Regions from separate parts of the Mus musculus genome. Here region 2 is linked to region 1. Evidence: chromatin contacts called from public promoter capture Hi-C data. All regions are on one chromosome and are shown on one strand. Each heading gives the region's core, a stretch centred on a gene start, on an enhancer-like site or on the middle of the called end of the contact. The rest is flanking DNA. Distances are from core to core; before and after follow the strand shown. Region 1 overlaps Sspn (sarcospan). Region 2 overlaps Itpr2 (inositol 1,4,5-triphosphate receptor 2).

Region 1 (4,302 bases), core at 276-2,775:
GGCCATGTAACAAGTACACAACCATGAGAACATGAGCCAGCGATCCAGGCCACCTAAATTAAGACTCGACTCCCCAGTGCTCCAGGGGGAAGGCACTCCCTAGTGCTCCTGGGGGAGGGGGAGCACTCCCCAGTGCTCCCGGGGGAGGGGGAGCACTCTCTAGTGCTCCCGGGGAGGGGGGAGAACTCCCCAGTGCTCCCGGGGTGGGGGGGGGAGCACATCCAGTGCACATATTTCTTTACTTGTAAATTTGGGATGATACCTGTAACTCTGACTTTACATTGTCATTACAAGGATAGAGACCTGCCATCTCCGAAGGGCACAGGAGCCCTTGCTGGCTGTTTGTGAGGAATACCGCCATGTCCAGGATTCTTCCCGCAGGATGTTGCCTGTTTGTTCTCTGTCATGTGGGAGGAACAACACAGACTTGGCTTGCAGAAGGGTGTAAACATTAAGACAAACACTGAGGTTGCTTAATTGTGATCTCGCTCCTTAACTGTATAGAACCCGGCAGCTCAAGGACAGAAGAAAAGAACACACATCCCCTAGCAAAGTGACATCTCACACTTAGTGACTCTCAGCGTCAGGCAAGCTTGCCTGTCAGGTCACAGACACTCAGGCCTGCTGGTGGCACCTGGTGGCACCTTCCTTTCTAGATCTTAAGTCTGACAGCAACAGGCTCCTGCGGTAAAACCCATAATTTAAAACCAAGAGTGTTGTTTTGCCCACATGACAAGAATAAACAATCAACGAAGGCAGGCGTGTGGAGTCACCTTGGGACCTTGACAGCAGCCTGTGTGGGTGTCCCTGCAGAACATCCCTGGAGGCCAGCTCTGTGCTTATGTAACCCCCAGGCTTTCTCCTGCCCTGCTGTAATTGGAACCCGCTGTGGCTTTCCCAGTTGGTGGCTCTGGGAGGAGGGGGGGGGTCTGTTTCGATTTAATGATCTCCCCCTTAGCCAGAATGGTAAGGCCTGGCTGCTGCTGGGGAAATGCCTGCCACAGAGCAGCCCAAGGAAATGCCAGCAAGGTGTCTGCAGTCACATGATCTTCAAGGGCTCAACAAATGCACAAGAACCCTCAGAAAAGGGGGAAACACCTAGAAGGGCAGACAGGAGGGTCCACACCCAGTGACCCACCAGGCCCAGAGGCCGAGTCCTGGGAGAAACAGGAAAGTCCTGGTGGTCTCTGGAGTCTGAGAGCAGGGTATGTGTGTGTGGGGGGGGCGGGGGAAACAGATAGACAGACAGACAGAGATAGAGACAGAGCGAACAGAACAGTCCATCACCACAACACGCTGGCTTGCCCTGTCTATCCAGGTACCCAATAAATTCTCATAAAAAGCTTAGGCCAAGGTGCGCAGGGGTAGAGGGCTAAAATGCAGCCATGCAGAGCTGAGTCCCACCTAAAGGCCCCTTTCATCCACCCTGAAACACAGTGGAAAGCTCAGGGGACATCCACTCTGCCCTGTTGGAGCCCAGATACCACAGAGAACGTCTGGGATTGCTGGCAGCTGCCTGGCTGAAGGTCACCTTCAGGAGCAGATAAAGAGTTCCCTCTTTGTCAGTGTCTGTCATGGGTGAAGGAAGGATAGAACTAATGAGGTCTTCTCTGTGGGGTTCTGAAGCCTGGCTGGCGCTGACAGTTGCCTTGCTTCTTTCTTTTCTTTCCCCATCTCTTTTTTATTTTATTTTATTTTATTTTATTTATTTTTAAGGTACAGCTGTTGAGAGGCCTGCTGGGGTCTCACTGAAAGTAAAGCAAGGGGAGAGGCCTGAGAGCTTTCCATGACTGGAGAAAAATCCAGGTAGGAATGGTTTTACTTTCTGGATCAATCTCCTGAGATTTGGCATGCTAGTTCCTACAAGGTTTTTAGCTTTCTTTTTATTTTTTCTTTCTCTTTTCTCATCACCATGCCTTGTTATTTGCTCAACCTCACCAAAAAGAAGTCTGAGCTGGTGTCTGTTCACTTACTGTTTCTTCTAAAAAAAAAAAAAAAAAAAAAAAAGAAAAAGACCAAAGACTTCATATCTAAAAGGTGAATTTCAGGGCTGGAGAGGTGGTTCAGGCATTGAGAGAGAGAGCACTTGCTGTTCTTCCAGAGGACCCAAGTTCAGTTCCCTATACCCTCATGGTGGCTCACAATTATCTGTTAAGAAGTGTGAGCACGTTGCTTTTTATACCACTATCTTTGAGTATATAACCTCCTCCTAATCCTCCTTCTTCTTCCTCCTTCCTCTTCCTTCTCCTCTTCCTCCTCTTCCTCCTCCTTCCCCTCTTCCTCTTCCTCTTCCTCCTCTTCCTCTTCTTCCTCCTCCTCCTGACAGGATCCCATGATGTGATCTTGCTGGCCTCCAACTCAGTATGCTGTTGAGGCTGGCCTTGAACTTTTGAATTTCTGACCCTCCTGCTTTCTACTTCCTGCGTGGTGAGCTCACAGCCATGTACAACCATGCCTTATTTATTTGGTGCTGGGGTCAACTCTAGGGTTTTATCCATGCTAGGCAACCACTCTGCCAGCTGAGCTATATCTCCATAATTTAAGAACACCCCATTTTTTATCTTTGTGATTTTAAAATGGCATTATTGATTTATTCTTGGGCTTTATGTCTCCTGGTTTTAGGAAGCAAAGACTATGCCAAGAAGAAAGTCAACTACAGATGGAGAAGAGGAACATACAGAACACTCTCATGCTGGACTCTGGTGCCAAGCAAACCACCCAGGCAGGACCGCTCAGTCCATCTTATGCTTCCCACTCCGAGCAGTATCTAAGTCTCTCTCTACCCCTGAATGGCTGTATAAGTGTCTCCCTACCTCTGAGTGGGTGTCTTAATCTCTCTCGACCTCTGAGGGAGTGTCTAAGACTCTTCCTACCTCTGAGGGGGTGACTAAGCTTCTCCCCCACTCTGAAGGGAGACACTCCAAGGCTCTCCTTTTGTGTAGTGTGATGCTATGTGCCTGAAAGTATTGCAACCAAATGCACTGCTCCCGACAGACAGAAGTTCATAGCAATGGAAGGCATGCAACAGCCAAGCCACGCATAGCCTAGCCATTTCCCTCATAAGCAGTGCCCACTGGACACACCCAGTGAACCCTTTCTGCCTTGGCTTTCCCACCTACAAGGGGACAGACACTCAGACTGTTTTATTGTTGAGATATTCCAAATACCCCAAGATTTAGAAATGGGCACCCAGAGAGACACAGTTCTCTGGCCAAGTCTTTTGTTGAACTGCTCAATATTTGTTATGGGGGCATTAAAGGTCCTACTTCATGTGCTGTAGGCCAACACAACTCCTGGAAATTAATTAAAAGGCCTAGCATTACCTCTATGACTGTACCAATGCCCTCCTAGAACATGTTTTTTCTGTCTGAAAATGGAGTTTCTGGAGTCATTAACTAAGTAGCACCTCTCTTGTTTGCAATCAGATTCTTTTCTATGAAAACAGGAGAAACAACTTACCTTCATAGAAAACTGGACACATGTCCTCTCGTCAACTTGGTATGAGACACAAAGCATGAACAGTCCAAGGTAAGCCACCACGCAGACCTGCAGAGGGAACACAGGACACAAACATGACTGGGCACCAGGACGCCAGCCACACACAGCTCAGTGTCCCCCACAGTGCCACCTTTGTTGCTAAGCCCTTCATTCTGCTCATGATTTGTGTTTCTCTCAACCTGTGAGACACAACTTCAAAGATGCATTGTTTGTGTGCCCATCTGTGGGTATGTGTACATGAGTGTAGTGTCCTCAGAGGCCTGAAGATGGCGTCAGATCTCCCGGAGCTGGAATTGTAGGCAGTTGTAAACCAAACCATCCATCATGGGTCAGATGCTGGGACCTGCACTCAGATCCTGTGTATGAGCAGTAGACCTCTAGCCCAATGGGACATGCCTTTAAAATAGTAAAGCCATTGTTCTCACCGGTATTTATTAAGTTCCTCTGTATTCCAGGGAGTATAAAAGATAGTTCGAGCATATACAATGATACATAAAATTTAATCTATTTGATTAGTATATGTGCAATAGAGGCCAGAATAAATTCACACACTACTCTAAGTCAGGGCATCATTGGCTACATGCCATTCAGAGGATTTTGAAAGGTTAAAGGAATTAAGTCTAATAGGAAAATATAGAAGGTTTGCTTTAAAAAGAAGGCTTGAAACAGCCTAATAACAGCAAGAGGCACCAGCAGCAGCCACTGGAGCTCCTCCAAGGGCTTTCCATGTCTTCCTTCATGCCATGTCACAGAGCCCTACAAGGCAGGTATTTTATGATCCCATGTTATTAGAGATGGAAGGGA
Region 2 (4,011 bases), core at 111-2,610, 360 kb before region 1:
CTTTTGAGGTCTTCCTAGTGTCTCAAGGATGAGTAAAGCTCTTACTTTTCACAGGAATCTCTGAGAGTAGGGGAATGGAATGCTAGAACACAGGCTCGCCCGGGCCAGGGTGGAATAGCTGTCAAAGAGAAGAAACACGGAACCCTACATATACAAAACAAACTGTCATCCATGACAGGAGCTGGTATACACAGATGGTATTTAGTGGTGTAGAACAGAAGGCAACCGGTGAGAGGTTGAACTTGTTTTTGTGTTTGAAACTTGCACAGGTCAAAATCGCGTACGTGAACTTTGTCAACCATTGCTACGTTGACACTGAAGTGGAGATGAAGGAGATCTACACAAGTAACCACATTTGGAAGTTATTTGAGAATTTCTTGGTGGATATGGCGAGGGTAAGTTAATGCCTCTTGATGTGCGGGTAAGGTCACTAGGATTGATTGGCACGGACTGTGACTGAGCAGTAAATATCTAGATGCCTCTGATGTTTGATCATCCGGACTGTTTCCTTACATCTTCACTGGGTTCCAGTAAATGCATAGTTAGAGTGTTCCCGTTTTACATCATTTTTGTGCGACCAGCTAGAAGTCACCATGCCCTTTCTTAGGTGAATCACTGCTAGGGAAACGATCCCACTTCTCCCACATTTAGTACATACTATTTATGTTTGTGGCCAGTGACCTGTGGGAACCTTGGCTCTGACCAGCTGCAGCCTACTCCGTCCGGAGTCCTTGAAGCAAAGGATAATTTCTGGGCTGGTGACTGAGCTTAAAGTTGTTGCATGTGCAGGGAGATGTTAAAGCAATTACAGATCTGCAGCTGCGGGGTTGCCTGGCGCCTCTAACTGGAGATAAGCTTGAGAAAGACCAAGGTCACATCCCCAGCAGCACAGGTTATAAAGCCAAAATGGATTTTATGTTTTTAAAACCAAAGAAAGCTGGAGATAACTGCCTGACCCAGCTAGCCCTGGAAACGCTCCTTTCACTTCTGAATTCGGAAGCCACTCCTGCTTGGTTTTACTGAGTTTGCCTAAGTGGGTGATTCGTGTTATTTATTATATAAAGTGTTATGTATTACGTAAAGGCTGCTGGAGAATTTATTATATAAAGTGCTATGTATTACGTAAAGGCTGCTGGAGAATTTATTATATACAGTGCTATGTATTACGTAAAGGCTGCTGGAGAATTTATTATATACAGTGCTATGTATTACGTAAAGGCTGCTGGAGAATTTATTATATAAAGTGTTATGTATTATGTAAAGGCTGCTGGAGAATTCCTGGAATCCCTGGCTGTCTGCTCTGACTCTCATACTGAGGCTGGGCTGACTGCAGACGCCTTTGTTTTTTCTTGGGTTCTTTGTCCTGCAAAGCAGGGCCCTTCTCCAGATGAACATGAAATATGCCTCTCTTATGAGGAGGAAGCCCAGGAGCAGACCCCTCCTTCCTCCAGAAAGGTGGAGGAGCCACTGAAAACTTTCACATGCTGGTTACAAAACAACCAAGGTGGCCTTCCAGGACAGCTCTCCACGAAGCTTGCTAGGCCCTGCTTTCCAGAGTTTGACTCAGCACTTAGGAGATAAGATATTCGAAACAAGTCTTAGATGACAACTGTTAGTCCTGGGGCTGCCCCAGAGAGCCACTGTAATAGGTATGGCAGCTAAGGGCAGAACTTTCAATGGAGTTACTCAGACCAGGACTCAGGCACAGACTCTGTCTTTCTCTCACTGGCTTGCTTATATTGGGAAAAGCACTGTAACCATTCTGCCCCCCGAGTTTCCTTACAATAAGTACGTTTTCCCAGGATGGAGCTGGTGAGGTAATACACATGTACTCTTAGTACATGCTGCTCTTCGCATAGGGCTTGGTGACATTATGTCATCACCAGGATTACCACAGGACCACAAGAAGCCTTTTGGGAAGTTTTAGGAGCTTTGCCGAGATCTAAGTGACAATAGGACATTGAGAGTGGGAAAAGAGACTCTACACAGGCAAGAGACATGCTCTGCTTATGAAGCCAGATGAACATTAAGTTGGGCAGGCATGAAGCTGCACAAAATGAAACCAGGCATGTATGAAACCAGGCATGACAGTTACAAGATATGTGTGAAGCCAGGCATGCATATATCAAGGCATGCATGAAGCCAGGTATGCATGTATCAAGACATGCATGAAGTCAGGCATGCATGTATCAAGACATGCATGAAGTCAGGCATGCATGAAACCAGATATGCATGTATCAAGACATGCATGAAGGCAGGCATGCATGAAGCCAGGCATGCATGAAACCAGATATGCATGTGTCAAGACATTCATGAAGCCAGGCATGCATGAAACCACACATGCATGTATCAAGACATGCATGAAGTCAGGCATGCATGAAACCAGATATGCATGCACCAAGACATGCATGAAGCCAGGCATGCGTGAAGCCAGATATGCATGTATAAAGGCATGCATGAAGTCAGGCATGCATGAAACCAGGTATGTGTGATGCAGACCTTCTGGGTACTGGAATGTGAAGGAAGCCAGCTGTGTGTGAAGCTGGCCACGAATTAAGCTGGACTGTGAACATGCATGGAAACAGATATCTTAGTTATGGTTTCTACTGCTATAAAGAGGAACATGATCACAGCAACTCTTATAAAGGAAAACATTTCATTGAAACTAGCTTGTAGTTCAGTTCAGGGGATTAAGCAGAGCAGGAAGCATGGCAATGTACAGGCAGACATGGTGCTGGAGAGGCAGCTGAGAGTTCTACATCCAGATCAGCAGGCAGCAGGAAGAGAGAGACATTGGGCCTGGCTTGAGCATTTGAGACCTCAAAGCTTATCACTAAGTGACATACTTCCTCCAGTAAGGCCATACCTCCTCCAATTAGTGCTACTCCCTCTGATCCTATGGAGGCCACATTCATTCAAACTACCATACCAGGTATGCACAAAGCCAGACCTGCATGAATTCAGATACTGTGAAGTCTGCATGCACACATGAGTTGATTTAAACTGCTGCGAAGGGAAGGAGTCAGACTCAGGAGCTAACAGCAAACTTGTAAAGCCTTGGAGAACTGATTGATGTCAGAGAGGAATGAGAAAAAGCTAGAGATGAGTTTTTCTCTAAGTTGGGTTGAAGGCACCCAACACTGCAGGGGTATAGGAGAAGAGTGGTCAGAGCAACCTCATATTCAGTTCTTAGTGTTAGCATCTACTTGGATATTTCTCATAACAATGTCCTAACTATGTTTGACATCCTTTGGTTTTATTTCTGCACAACTTATTTAAAGATTCCTACTTCAACTCAATGCTTTTCTTCATTATAGTCTCTGCCTTGTTTAACTTGAGCAGCTATGTGGGGGCAAGTTCAGTGAAGCAAAGACATAGTGTATAGCAGGAGTCATATGTCCTCTTTGCCAGGCCCACTTTGAAATTATAAAATCATGAACCTCAGGGAACTTCAGGATGGACTCATAATTTTTGCTCCTGGAGTCCAGAGACAGTTTGCTCCCTGTCTCTCCTGCTTGTTACAGAATGGGAAAGAAAGCTCCCACTCCCACCCACAGCAGCATCTCCAATGTAGCCCTTGAGTCTCCCAACATTTTACTTGGGTCTCATACGGGTCCACTTTGGAGCCATGTCTGGTTTGCTGTTTCCACATCTTTTGTACTCCCTCTGTTTGGCCTGAGCCTACACAGTTGTATTTTTGTAGAAATTTGGAGAACAGTTTCTCTAAAAGACAAATGAAGTCTCAACACTAGCAGCTGATAGTGTCTGCTCCCTCCCTCTGTGGTCATTGCTGTCTGCCAGCTCTTGGGATTCTCAAAAATCCCCCATGGAGTCTCCTGTGGTTTGTAGCTTCCATTTTCCTCTTCATGGCTTTTACCCCTTATAAGGCACAAAGACCCAGTGAGATGGCTCATTGGGTAAAGGTACTTGCTGCCAAGCCTGATAATCTGAATTTGTTCCCCAGAACACACATGGATGCAGAGACCAGACTCCAAAAGTTGTTTAATTAAA

Evidence for each region. Promoter capture Hi-C pulls out the DNA fragments that hold promoters and counts their contacts.
Region 2: a promoter capture Hi-C map of cranial neural crest shows a contact between it and region 1. The contact joins two enhancer-like sites. A contact is called at or near these places in 1 of 39 promoter capture datasets (cranial neural crest), 1 of 484 Hi-C or Micro-C datasets (bone marrow-derived macrophages), 2 of 115 datasets of contacts at active chromatin or transcription factors (embryonic stem cells and pancreatic cancer cells) and 1 of 9 other capture datasets (embryonic stem cells).

The regions. Positions count from the first base shown.
Region 1 is chr6:145,954,839-145,959,140 of GRCm38.p6, reverse strand. Sspn (sarcospan) reads right to left here. Exons shown (of 3, transcript NM_010656.3): 2 at 3,460-3,546. Among named protein-coding and RNA genes, the nearest start is that of Gm32838, 12 kb to the left of the region's middle. Within about 2 kb of position 1,525, at least 22 of the 459 cell types and tissues checked have an H3K27ac peak or open chromatin away from gene starts, as enhancers often do.
Region 2 is chr6:146,319,495-146,323,505 of GRCm38.p6, reverse strand. Itpr2 (inositol 1,4,5-triphosphate receptor 2) reads left to right here. Exons shown (of 57, transcript NM_019923.4): 32 at 270-395. Among named protein-coding and RNA genes, the nearest start is that of Gm35596, 100 kb to the right of the region's middle. Within about 2 kb of position 1,360, at least 27 of the 459 cell types and tissues checked have an H3K27ac peak or open chromatin away from gene starts, as enhancers often do.